Linked DNA regions of Anas platyrhynchos: region 2 is linked to region 1. Evidence: chromatin contacts called from public Hi-C data. All regions are on one chromosome and are shown on one strand. The core of a region is the stretch at or near the end of the contact, and the rest is flanking DNA. Distances in the headings are between cores, read along the strand shown.

The links. A called contact is a pair of places that touch in the nucleus more often than the background predicts.
Region 2: a contact with region 1 is called in a Hi-C map of liver, with 4 times the contacts expected there. The contact joins the promoter of PLEKHA3 here to the promoter of LOC101803952 in region 1. A contact is called at or near these places in 2 of 8 Hi-C or Micro-C datasets (F1 follicle and liver).

Annotation. Positions count from the first base shown.
Region 1 is chr7:23,989,063-23,994,726 of IASCAAS_PekinDuck_T2T, reverse strand. LOC101803952 (cytochrome c, somatic) reads left to right here and starts at 2,946. Exons shown (of 3, transcript XM_072041022.1): 1 at 2,946-3,108. The coding sequence starts at 2,961. RBM45 (RNA binding motif protein 45) reads right to left here and starts at 1,033. Exons shown (of 10, transcript XM_038182104.2): 1 at 538-1,033. The coding sequence starts at 939.
Region 2 is chr7:24,132,747-24,138,118 of IASCAAS_PekinDuck_T2T, reverse strand. PLEKHA3 (pleckstrin homology domain containing A3) reads right to left here and starts at 2,140. Exons shown (of 8, transcript XM_027462065.3): 1 at 1,838-2,140. The coding sequence starts at 1,877. FKBP7 (FKBP prolyl isomerase 7) reads left to right here and starts at 2,181. Exons shown (of 4, transcript XM_027462068.3): 1 at 2,181-2,482; 2 at 3,686-3,837. The coding sequence starts at 2,262.

The DNA.
Region 1 (5,664 bases), core at 1,697-4,196:
TCAAGATCAGAATGGATGAGGCCCTGGATAAAATGATCTAGTAGGAAACACCCGTGCCCATGGCAGGGGGTCTTTAAGGTCCCTTCCAACCCAAGCCATTCTGATTCTATGTTTATCTGGGGACTATGAAAACAGTTCGAGAGACTGAAACCTACCAGCCACTGATCAAAAACAAACAAACAAAAAAGTTTCAATAAAACCAGTGCCTACGATTAAAAGCTCCCTGGTTTAAGCTCCCAGCGGCGCTTCGCTCTCGCACCTGGCTGCCCGCTTCCCCACAAGGAGAGCAGAGGGCGCTGGGGGGGCTGCTCCCGGCCGGCCCCCGCCTCAGGCGGCCCCACGGGGCGGCTTCACCTCTGTACGTGGAGGCCACCGCTCCTCGAAGCCGGCAAGCCCGGGCCCGGCGGCTGAGGCCTGCCGCCCTCCTGCCGCCGTGCTGGGAAGGGAGGGAGGGAGGGCGGCCGGGGGCGGCCGGGCAAGGGAAGCGGTGGCTGCTGCAGCCCCGATGCCAACAGGGAGGGGGAGGAGGCGCGGTACCTTGATGGGCTTGGTGTCGGGGACCAGGCTGCGGCCGTGCATCTCCTCCATGGCCCGGCAGGCCTGCGAGCTGCGGGCGAACTTGATGAAGGCGATGCCGCGGGACTCGTTGGTGCGCTTGTCCCGCAGCAGCCATATGTTCTGGATGTCCCCGAACGGGGAGAAGCGCTCCCGGATCAGCGCCTCCCCGGCGTCCTTGCCCAGCACCACGAACACGCGGCTGTTGGGCGGCTCGTCCAGGCACTCGGCCGACAGCCGAAAGCCGCCGCTCTCCTCCATGGCGTGGCCGCCGCCGCCGCCGCCGCCGCCGCCGCCGCCGCCGGGCTCCCGGGCCGCCGGGGCTCGCTTCTCGGGGGCCGGCGGGGAACGGCCGCAGCGCCCTTTCCGCCGCGGAGACAACATGTCCTCCGCCCGCCTCCCCGAACCACTCGGCGCACAGGCCCCGCCGCCGGCGGGCGGAGCTCGGCGCCCCGCACCGCCCCGACACCGGCACCGGCCGGGGGGCGCTGCCGCAGGGGCGGTGTCACAGCGGCACAGCGCCGCGGGGCGGGGGTCGGCGGGAGCCTGCGGGGGCACAGTGCGCGGCCCTGGTCCAGGCGGGCCGCCTAGGGCAGGCTGGCCGCCATCGCGACAGCTTTGAAGCGTCTCCAAGGAGGGAGGAGGCTCCGCAGCCTCTGCGGGCTGCCCGTGCCAGCGCTCGGTCACCCGAGCCTGTGGTGTCTGCCCCTTGTCCTGTCACAGGGCGCCATGGAAAAGGGCCTGGCTCCTCGGCACCTTCCCTTCAGACATATATATATATACACATACATACATACATATATATATATACACACATACATACATACATATATATATATGTATATGTATATATATGTATGTATGTATGTGTGTATATATATATATGTGTATATATATATATATACACACACATATATATATATATTTTATATATATAATGTATATATATTATATATATATATTATATATATATAATGTATTTATATATAAAAATAATATGCATAAAATAAATATAAATATATATTTAGTTTATATATAATATATATAAATGATTTTTTATATAATATATACATATATATATATAATGCATATATACTATGATATATATTATTTATATATATAAATAATGTGAAATGTGTTCATCTGATTCGTGTCAGTATGGAACGGTGCTAGGGCCGCATGGTATGATGAATGTGACCTTCTCTCTTACCCTTGTATAACCACAAGTCTAAGAAAAACAGAATGGTTAATGTATATAGTTCTTGTACCTTGCAAAGGCATATTTTAACAATTCGTGGCAATAGAGAGCAGTTCTGTCTGTCTCTGGGTCCTGCACTGGCAATTTAATTCTTCCACAGATGTGGTTTCTTCCCTTTCCTCCCAGTGTCCCAGTCTCCCCCTCATTATAGTCAAATTATCAAATCTTCAGAAATATTCCTCAAATCCATGAGCCTATTTTGCTTTTGTTATTCCGAACTCTTATTCCTAACAGTTGCAGCCTTTTTGCCTTTGTGGTTGATTTAGCACTGCTATAGATGTGACTGGAGTGTCCCTGTGAATGGCCTGTGAGGAATGTTTTAACAACACCTGAAGTGTCAATAGAGAGCTATTTGTATTTGTATGTTCTTTCTTTGAAGTCTCTGATGTCTGGGGGTTTCAGAACAACTGCTAACAACTAGTAACTGTTACGGCTTCTGAATGGGACACTATGCAAGCCCCTGATATCTGGCCAGGTGGCCAGGAGATTAAGGAGAAGAAAGAAAGAAGCTGAAGGACGGCTGGAAGACAAAACTTGCAGGGGACGCTGTGTAAGCTTTTGACATGCTGCCAAGGAGTACAAAGGGGAAGGACAAGAAAAAAAAAAATGAGAGGAAGACTACGAGCCTTCAGCATGAAAGACCCCCAGAGACCCCTAGGGGGACCACCAGAGACTGATGAGCATGCTCCAGTAGGAGGGTTTGGATCCCAGAAGCTAATTATAATAACCCGTTTTTTTAAAAAAGTAGTAATGAATATGTATTAGCCTAGGAGCATAAAAATCAGCTACTTGAGGTAACTGGTGTGTGTCTAGGTGGAGCGGAGACTCGCGACGCACCCTGCGCTGTTTGCTTACCTCTATTCTTTTAATAAATTGTAAACTTTGATTATAATCCTATTTTAGGACTGAGCGAATTTATAACACATAATATATATAAAGTAAAAAAAATATAAATATATGATATCAAATATATATATTACATTAAATAATATATATATATATATATTTATTTATATTATATTATATATAATACATATAAAAGTCCCGAGGCAGCCTTCTCCAGGCTGATCAGCCCCAGCTGCTCTCAGACGTGCCCCTGTCCCATAACCATCTCCGTAGCCCTTCCCGGACTCCCTCCAGCCGCTCCATGTCTCCCGCTCCCCGGGGAGCCCCGACCTGGGCGCAGCAGTGCAGGCGCTCCGAGGCAGGACCCCTCCCTCGTCCTGCAGTCACCCTTCTCCCAGCGCAGCCCAAGGTGCCATCCACTTTCTCCACAGCCAGGGCACTGGCTCATGGTCAGTTTCAGCGTCCACCAGGTCGTGGCAGTGACCCGAGGACGCCATTTGCTGGCGGCTCCCAGCCCTCTGCCTTGCCGCACACGGGGCCTCCGGCTGCCGGCCGGCCCCAGCCTGCTGCTGCCTGCTGCGGAGCCCGGGGGCAGCCCCAGCCCTGCCGTTGGGACCGTTGGGAGCGTTGGGACCGTTGCCATATCGCGCGACGCCCACCCCTGCCCGCTCCCGCCAGAACAAGCGGGAGAGGCGGCTGCCGGGGGCGGCCTGCGGCCCTTGGGCGCTGGGCGGCTGGCAGGCGACAGAGTAAGAGGGGGTCTCTGAAGGGACGCGGCCTGAGCACAACTCTTCTTTTTTATTTTTTCTGAAGTTTCAAGTTGAAAACCTGTTTGGGGATAACTTAAAAACCTGTTTGGGGATAATGAAAAAATTTTCTTCCTCATTCTTGATAAGGCACTAGAAGAAGCACAGTCCATGGGCTGTAATAGCGCACTGGGCACTTCCCTTTCTAATTGTACATCGAATTTATTTTTATTTTTTTAAAGGGTGATTCGTGCATAGTAACTGAAGTAGGGAAGCACGATCCTGTGGCTGGCTGTGGCTAGTTCTGTGCTGTGCTGTTGTCCCACTGAGGCTTCTGCCCTCCCTGGCGCGGCCTCGCTTCGAGTGACGTGGAGTTTGGACGTGGAGTTTGGATCCAGTGTAACTGCTCACCCTGGCCTATGTGGCTGATGCAATTTGACTTTTTATGAGTAAAAACACAGCCTTTTTTTTTTTTTTTTTTTTTTTCCCCTGGTTATGTGAAAAACTTCTGCAAACAGGCTGTGGAATTCTGTGTTGTTTCCTTAACTATGCCAGTTCCTGGCTGGTTCACACTGCGTGCTGAAGCACTGCTTTATCTGCTAGTCAACCCTGCAGACTGCATGCGGAAGAAAAACACAACCAACCTAAAATAAAACACTTCAGTGTTTCTAGATAATCAGTGCCTGTTCACCACCAGCAGTTCTATCAAGTGAATTCTAGCTGCTGTTTTATGAATGGATGAGGAAAACTGCTTTTGTTTGCACTTCAGCGATTCTAATGCACAGCATGGTTATCATCGGTAACTATTCTAGAAAAATGAGGAAAGGAAGGGTCTCCTGTGATACGGACCGGACCGTGCTGGTTCTTAAATAGTTCTGTTCTTTATCTAGATCTCAAATAGCTTTCTAAAGGTCCAGATTGCTTTTGCAGAGATGGAAACTGACATATGAGTAATAGTATGTCAGTTTCCATCTCTGCAACATAGTACCTGACCAAAACTGCATATAAAGCTCAGGTTCTCTGAGCTTCTGTCCAGTACTTTTTTTTTCAGAAAGAAACATTCACCCCAGAAGAGATTTTTTAAAAGGCTAACTTACTAGAATAAATGTCAAAACCCTGTAGTGGTTGATGAAGGCTGTTTTTGAATATATTGTGTAGACTATTAAATTTTTTAAAAGTTAGAACTGAATGCTAAAAAGTAAACCTAACATTGTTCTGTAAGTCAAGTGCAGTGTGAAGCATGAATATCTTCTTGGGCAAATACAAAGAATCGACAGCTCCCTTTTATATATAATTAATCACTTTATATTAGCTATTTATTACACATTGTTGGTTTAGTTAACATTGTCTAACATGCATCTGTTGAGTGATTGTTAATTGGCTGATCATTGTATCTGTACTGCAGTGAATTTCTGTCATTGTTTGATCAGGTTGATTATATGTCTTTGAATACTGTGTTTGAACATTTCCCAATTGGCATCTCATCATCAATACAATACTAAGTTGTCTTGGATACAGCAAACATTGTTCCATACTTGCTTTATTAGACTACAGATAGCTTGCCTCTGATTGCATTGTTTAGCAGTTTTATTGATTGCATTCTCAAGTGCCCCATTACTGAAGTGGTATATCTACAATGACCAGACTTCATTTTTCAGGCCTTTATACATTGAAGTCATCCTTTTAATTCCTTCTATTTGGATTTGTTTGGAAAAGGTGTTACAACACATTTTATACTTGTGCACAAAAGTGTCCCTTCTAGTAAAGACCAAGTTCTTGTATAATAACACATTGAAACTCTTGTTTGTCATTGTTTGTTATTGCTTGCATTCAGTTTTGCTTTTTTTTTTTTTTTCTTCTTTTAATTTATCAGCTTTCCTGTCCAGCCCTCTGATTTTGAATTCATACTGTCTACAGATGTTATTTATAGGATCTGTAAGGGAACATATTTAAAACAAGTATTTGTGAAAACACTCTTCAACAAGTTCTGAATTTTTCATTACAATGCTTTCCTGTCTAAATCACAATTTCAGCATATTGCGGTATTTGGTTCTCAAGAGTACTCTTTGTATTGTTTAACTGAAAACATGCTTATATTCAGATTGTTATAAAATAATTGCATCGTTTTAATAAATCCTAACAAAACTTATTCCTAAGTAAAGGGAAAGTAATTACAACTTTTCATTTTCCTATACTAGAAAAGCAAATGCTTGGTTATTTTGATGTCAGATTAGGGAACATTTTTGAAAAGTCCTTCTA
Region 2 (5,372 bases), core at 891-3,390, 140 kb before region 1:
ACGTGCTCATGTTTATTTTAAGCTATGTTGTGTTGCAAAACATTGACTCTGCACTGTCCTTATCTCCTAAGTGCATGCCCATGTCAATGCCTTTCTAAACAGGGTTATTCTGATAAAAAGGGACCCTATGTGGATGATTAATTCAGCCTCATATTATGCTAGCTTTGAAAAAAAACATCCACAAGGGATTTAAAAGACCTCGGTGCCTCACAGAAGCAAGTAAAAGAATAAAGCCACTTCTTACTTGAATTTGGGCAAATAGGGTTTCCTGTGTTCAACAAAATATTTAATAAATTCCTTCACAAGTCCTTAGATGAACATCTATTATTTAAGTAAGAAGGAGGAAACTAAATAATGTTTTCCACAAGCAACAATAACAAGCTCCTTTGCTGCTTGGCTTCTACTGTAAATAGTACCACAAATACCACAGCCTATTTTTGGCTACAAAAACATGTACGAGAGTAACAAGAAAGTTGATAACAACTTTAAAAAAATTCACTGATATGCTTTTTTTTAAAAAAAAAAAAAGTTTCCCTCATATTCAGAAAGTTCTTGGGTATTTCTGACACTATAATTTCCAAATGCAACTGGAGCAGATGCTGTCAGCTGGGCAACACACATGGAAGGAAGGGCTCTGCAGTTCAGTATATTGGAGGGCTGCTGACTTTTAGTAGAAGTTAGCTGCATATAAGTTTTTACCAAACACCACAAAGGTTCATTACCCATGACCTTTTACCTTTCACTGAAGCACTTCTGGTCACAAAAAAATGGAAGTGAAAAACACCATTCTATTTTGAAAAGAAATTTGCAGTCATTTTCATACTTAGCCACTTTTTTTTCCACTATGTTATTTCCCCGCATTCACTGTGAAGTGACCAAAACATCTAATCTAACAGCTATTTAATTCCAGCACAAGAATGGAATCCTTTCACTGGAAGGCCAGTATACCTGGATGTGGATTTCCTCTGAAAAATACAAAACTACGTACATTTCAATTCCAAGCAAGCACACAATCCTTCTAGTGTGAGGCCTGCACTTTATAAATGCTCAGAACTGAGTTTTACACCACTCCGCATTCAACACCTGAATTCACCAAACTTAAAAAAACAGCGCAGACGAAGACCAAGAGGGCAAAGAAGGCACGGACGGACTGCCAAAACCACCGAAGAGGCCTGGTGAGGCACAGTATGTGATCCGGCTCTGATCTGCTCTACAGCCACAAGTACAGCATCAAAGAGGAATCTTCTTCCCCTTGGAAGTACAGCCTGTCCACTGCTGTCTCCGGGGGGAGGTGACGGCTCTGCTATGACAGAGGGAGAACCAAACACTTCTGACAGCAAACGCAGGCCTTTAGTGCGCTTCTGCCCACAGCACTTCACAAAACACATTTACCCAGAACGTGTCCTCCAGAACCAAACTTTGTTTGCGTATTTCACAGGTTAGGATACAGTCGCAGAAAGTCCAAAAAACGACCATCCCAGGCCGAACCAAGAGAACCCAGGCTCGGCAAGCCTTTAGCACCCAATATTTAAAGACCGAGCCCTGCCTGACGCCTCAGCCGCACGTGGGGACACCGGCCGGGCTGCGCGCCGCAAGCATAAGATGGAGGGGAAGGATGCGACAGCCGCAACGAGCCGCACGGGGCAGCGGCCGCCCGCGGGCCGCCCGGCAGAGCCCCCGACCCGGCTGTCAGCCCGCAGCCCGCAGCCCCCGCCGGCCCCGGCTGCCCGGAGCCCGGCGCCCCTCACGCAGGCTCCGCCGCGCCGCAGGCCCGGCCGCCCCGAGCCGCCCCCGGCCCCGGCCCCGGCCCGGCCCCGGCCCCGGCCGCGGCGCCTACCCGCCAGGTAGTTGGTCCACTTGTACAGGGCCCCCTCCATCGCTCACAGCCCCGCGCCGCCCCGCATCCTCCTGCGCCGCCGCGGGGAAAGCGCGGCCGCCGCCGCCGCCGCCGCTGCGGGGATGGGCGCTCCCCTCCCGTTCCCGCCGCTGCTCCCTGCGCGGAGGCGGAGCCGCTCGGCCCGGCCCGGCCCGGCCCGGCCCGGCTCGGCCCGGCTCGGTTCAACCCAGCCCCGGCACGGCGGCGGCCCCGGCGGCGCCACCCGGCCGGCGGGGCGCTCCGCGCCTCCCATGCGCGCCCCCCCCCGGGCGCTCCCAGCCGTCCCCCTCGCTTCCTGGGGCCGGCCCCGGGAGCCGGCCCGGCCCGCCCACAGCCAGCCGGCCCTGCTGCAGCAGTGCCACGCCGGCGGCCTGCGCGGAGCGAGATGGGCCGCGACATGATCCTGGTCCCCATCCTGCTGCTGCGCCTCCTCGCCATGGCCCCGGCCCCGGCGCGGGCCGAGGGCGTCGCGGCGGCGGCGGAGGAGGTTAAAATAGAGGTGCTGCACCTCCCCGAGAGCTGCAGCCCCAAGAGCAAGAAGGGGGACCTGCTGAACGCGCACTACGACGGCTTCCTGGCCAGCGACGGCTCCAAGTTCTACTGCAGGTGGGCGGCGGGGCAGCTGGGGCAGCGTCTGCTGACATTAATACCCTCCCTAACCCCCCCCCCCCCGCCCCACAAAGCCTTTTTTATTTTCTATTTTTTACCCCTAAGCTGAGCGCTGAAGGATTTCTGAAACCAGCGCGTGGCGGTTTGCTGGAAATAAGTCGTTTTGGACAGAAATGTCAGTGCAGGCTTCTGCCTGGTTGGCATGGCGGCTGTCGGGCTCTCCTCCTCGCACCCATCTTGCTGTTTGAGCGTGCACGTCCCGTCCATCCCTCAGCAGGCTGCCTCTGCGCGTTTTGCTGAAGCCGTTGTGCAAAAGCTTCGTTTTATTTTTAGTCTTAGTTTTAACAGTGCCTTGCTTTTCTTGTTGGTGCATCCTGCCGAGAGTGGCAGGACTCGCTGTGCAGAGCTGCAGAGGGGAAGTCCTCCTGCATCAGGCTCGTTGCTTGCCCATATATCACAGATCTGGCTGGCATTGATGGGCCTAGTTTATTACCCAACCTTGATTCATCCCCTCCCTTGCATTATTTAAGAAAAAATCCATAGAGGATAATGCTACATTTAACTGCCATTTTACTGACACTTTTTTCCTGTTGGAGTGTCTAATTTTGACACATTTAGTGCTGCCCTTTGACTTTTGAGCTGCTCATTCACAGCTCAGTGTAGCTCCCATAGGAGGGACGCCTTTGAGCGGAAGCTGGCTCAGACACTGCTGTAAGTGAACAGAGCAGCGGGTGAGCACACAGCACTGTAGCCAAGGTTTCCACATTCCCCCAACACTCAGTAGCGTGCTCCGTCCCGTCCCATCCCATCCCATCCCATCCCATCCCATCGTGAGCAGCTGAAGTTGTTCTCAGTTCACAGCAGTGAATTCATCCCAACTCTCCTCTCACAGACTTCCTGAAGTAACACTTTGCATGCAGCCTATCTCATCAGGAGGATTGAATGGTTTTAGTAAGAAGTTAGTTTTTTACATGTCCTGTGATTTCAAATGGAGGTTACCATTTACACATATCAAGATTTGACCTTAAATAAATTGTGAGTGTAGCAGAAAAATAGCGTTAATACTTAGGATATTCTTGCATTCTAAATGTTCTTGCGTTTAAATAATTTAATGCATGCTTTTACCAACTGCTAATTTAAAGTCATTTAAAAAATACAAATGCTAAATTAATTGTTATCCACTCACAATTGTTTTAATAGTCGGACGCAAAATGAAGGTCATCCAAAATGGTTCGTTCTGGGTGTTGGACAAGTCATAAAAGGTTTAGATATCGCTATGATGAATATGTGTCCTGGAGAAAAACGGAAAGTGATCATTCCTCCATCATTAGCATATGGACAGCAAGGATACGGTAAAAAAAAAAAAAAGATTTTAAATACTAAACTTTGTCTTTGCTTTGTTTTATTGCTCTGAAATCAGGTATGAACTTATGATGCTTAAGTGTGCAGTCCATTTAAAAAAAATGTTCAAGTAAGAGCATTATGCAGTGTCAGTACTCAGTTGCAGATAAATTAAATTCAGCTCTGGCTTGGGTGTAGTAGTTTCTCTGAAAAGGTAGCTCCTGCTGTGTAGTAATTATTTGGCAATGGTATTGTGTTAGAATCACGTGCACTGGTTCTGTCTTTGATACAATTCTGTTCTAGCCAATGAAGTTTAGTAGGAATAATTTGTTGTCCCTTGAGTGTAATGTTTTAATAAAAAAGTCTTGTAACAATAAGGAAAAACACTGATACAAAAATACATTCTTTAAATCTAATACTAGCATTGTTTGTTCTAGGTAGCACTTCAAGAAAATACTGCTTTCCTACAGTATACTTGTCCTCTGTCTCAGCGTATTCCTGCATGTTGGGGAAGATGCCTGCCTAATCTTGAATTAGAAAAGATGCATGTGGCTTTCTAAATCTTTACATGTCTTTCTTTTGTTGGTATGTATATTTGTAAACTACAGGCACTGAATTCTAGTACTGTATCTTTATTTAGTAGATAATATATAAACCATGACATATGTTCAGATATATTTAAAACTTCTACACATTCAAGCTTGTAAGATTAAAATCTTTTGAACTCTGAAGCATGTCATTTTTTATACAGATATTTTAGATGAGAAGTGCAAGTAATAGTTTTGTTTGCCTTGTGCTTATAAACAAGTTTATGAAAGATGGTCACAAGCTCAAAATTCTGTCAAAATTCTGAGGTTACAATGTCATGCTCACTAGCTTTGGCTACGAATAGAAACAGCTTGCATGTTTACATTTTAATTTTACACTGCACAATTTCTAGATGCTTTTTTGGCTTTACTTTCAGACCTCATTAATTTATTCTTGTCTCTTCCAGTTCCTGTTTTAGCCAGATGCATGATGCAATGATCTATGCTTACAGGCAAATGCTCTGACACAGGAATAACAGTGTCTAACATGTTTCGGTATCTTTTTACTAGAGACCAGATAAAATATTCAAGTAGTTCTCTTTGTTGTTGTTGTTGTTTTGGTTTGGTTTGGTGAATCAGTTCAATTACACATTATTGCTTCTTTCTAGTGAGATGCATATTCAAATCACCATTTTGCATAATGTCCTTTTAACCATAGATATAATTCATAGTAAGTTTGTAAAACCTGATATTACCTGCTTGTTTCTTCAGAAAGAAAATACATACGAGTGTCAGCCTAGTACAGTAATCATTTAAATCACATTACAAATATTAAATAAAGTTAAACATCATAGAATTTATCTCTCAATAAGCCCCATCATAAGACAGTATGTGAAATAGTGAGAAGTTCAGAAATAGCTATTTTTCACAACACACAAACTCTTCTCAAAATGATATACATCTTCATTTTTAAAAGTACCTGAATTGATATGATCAATATAATTTTGTTTTGGGGACGT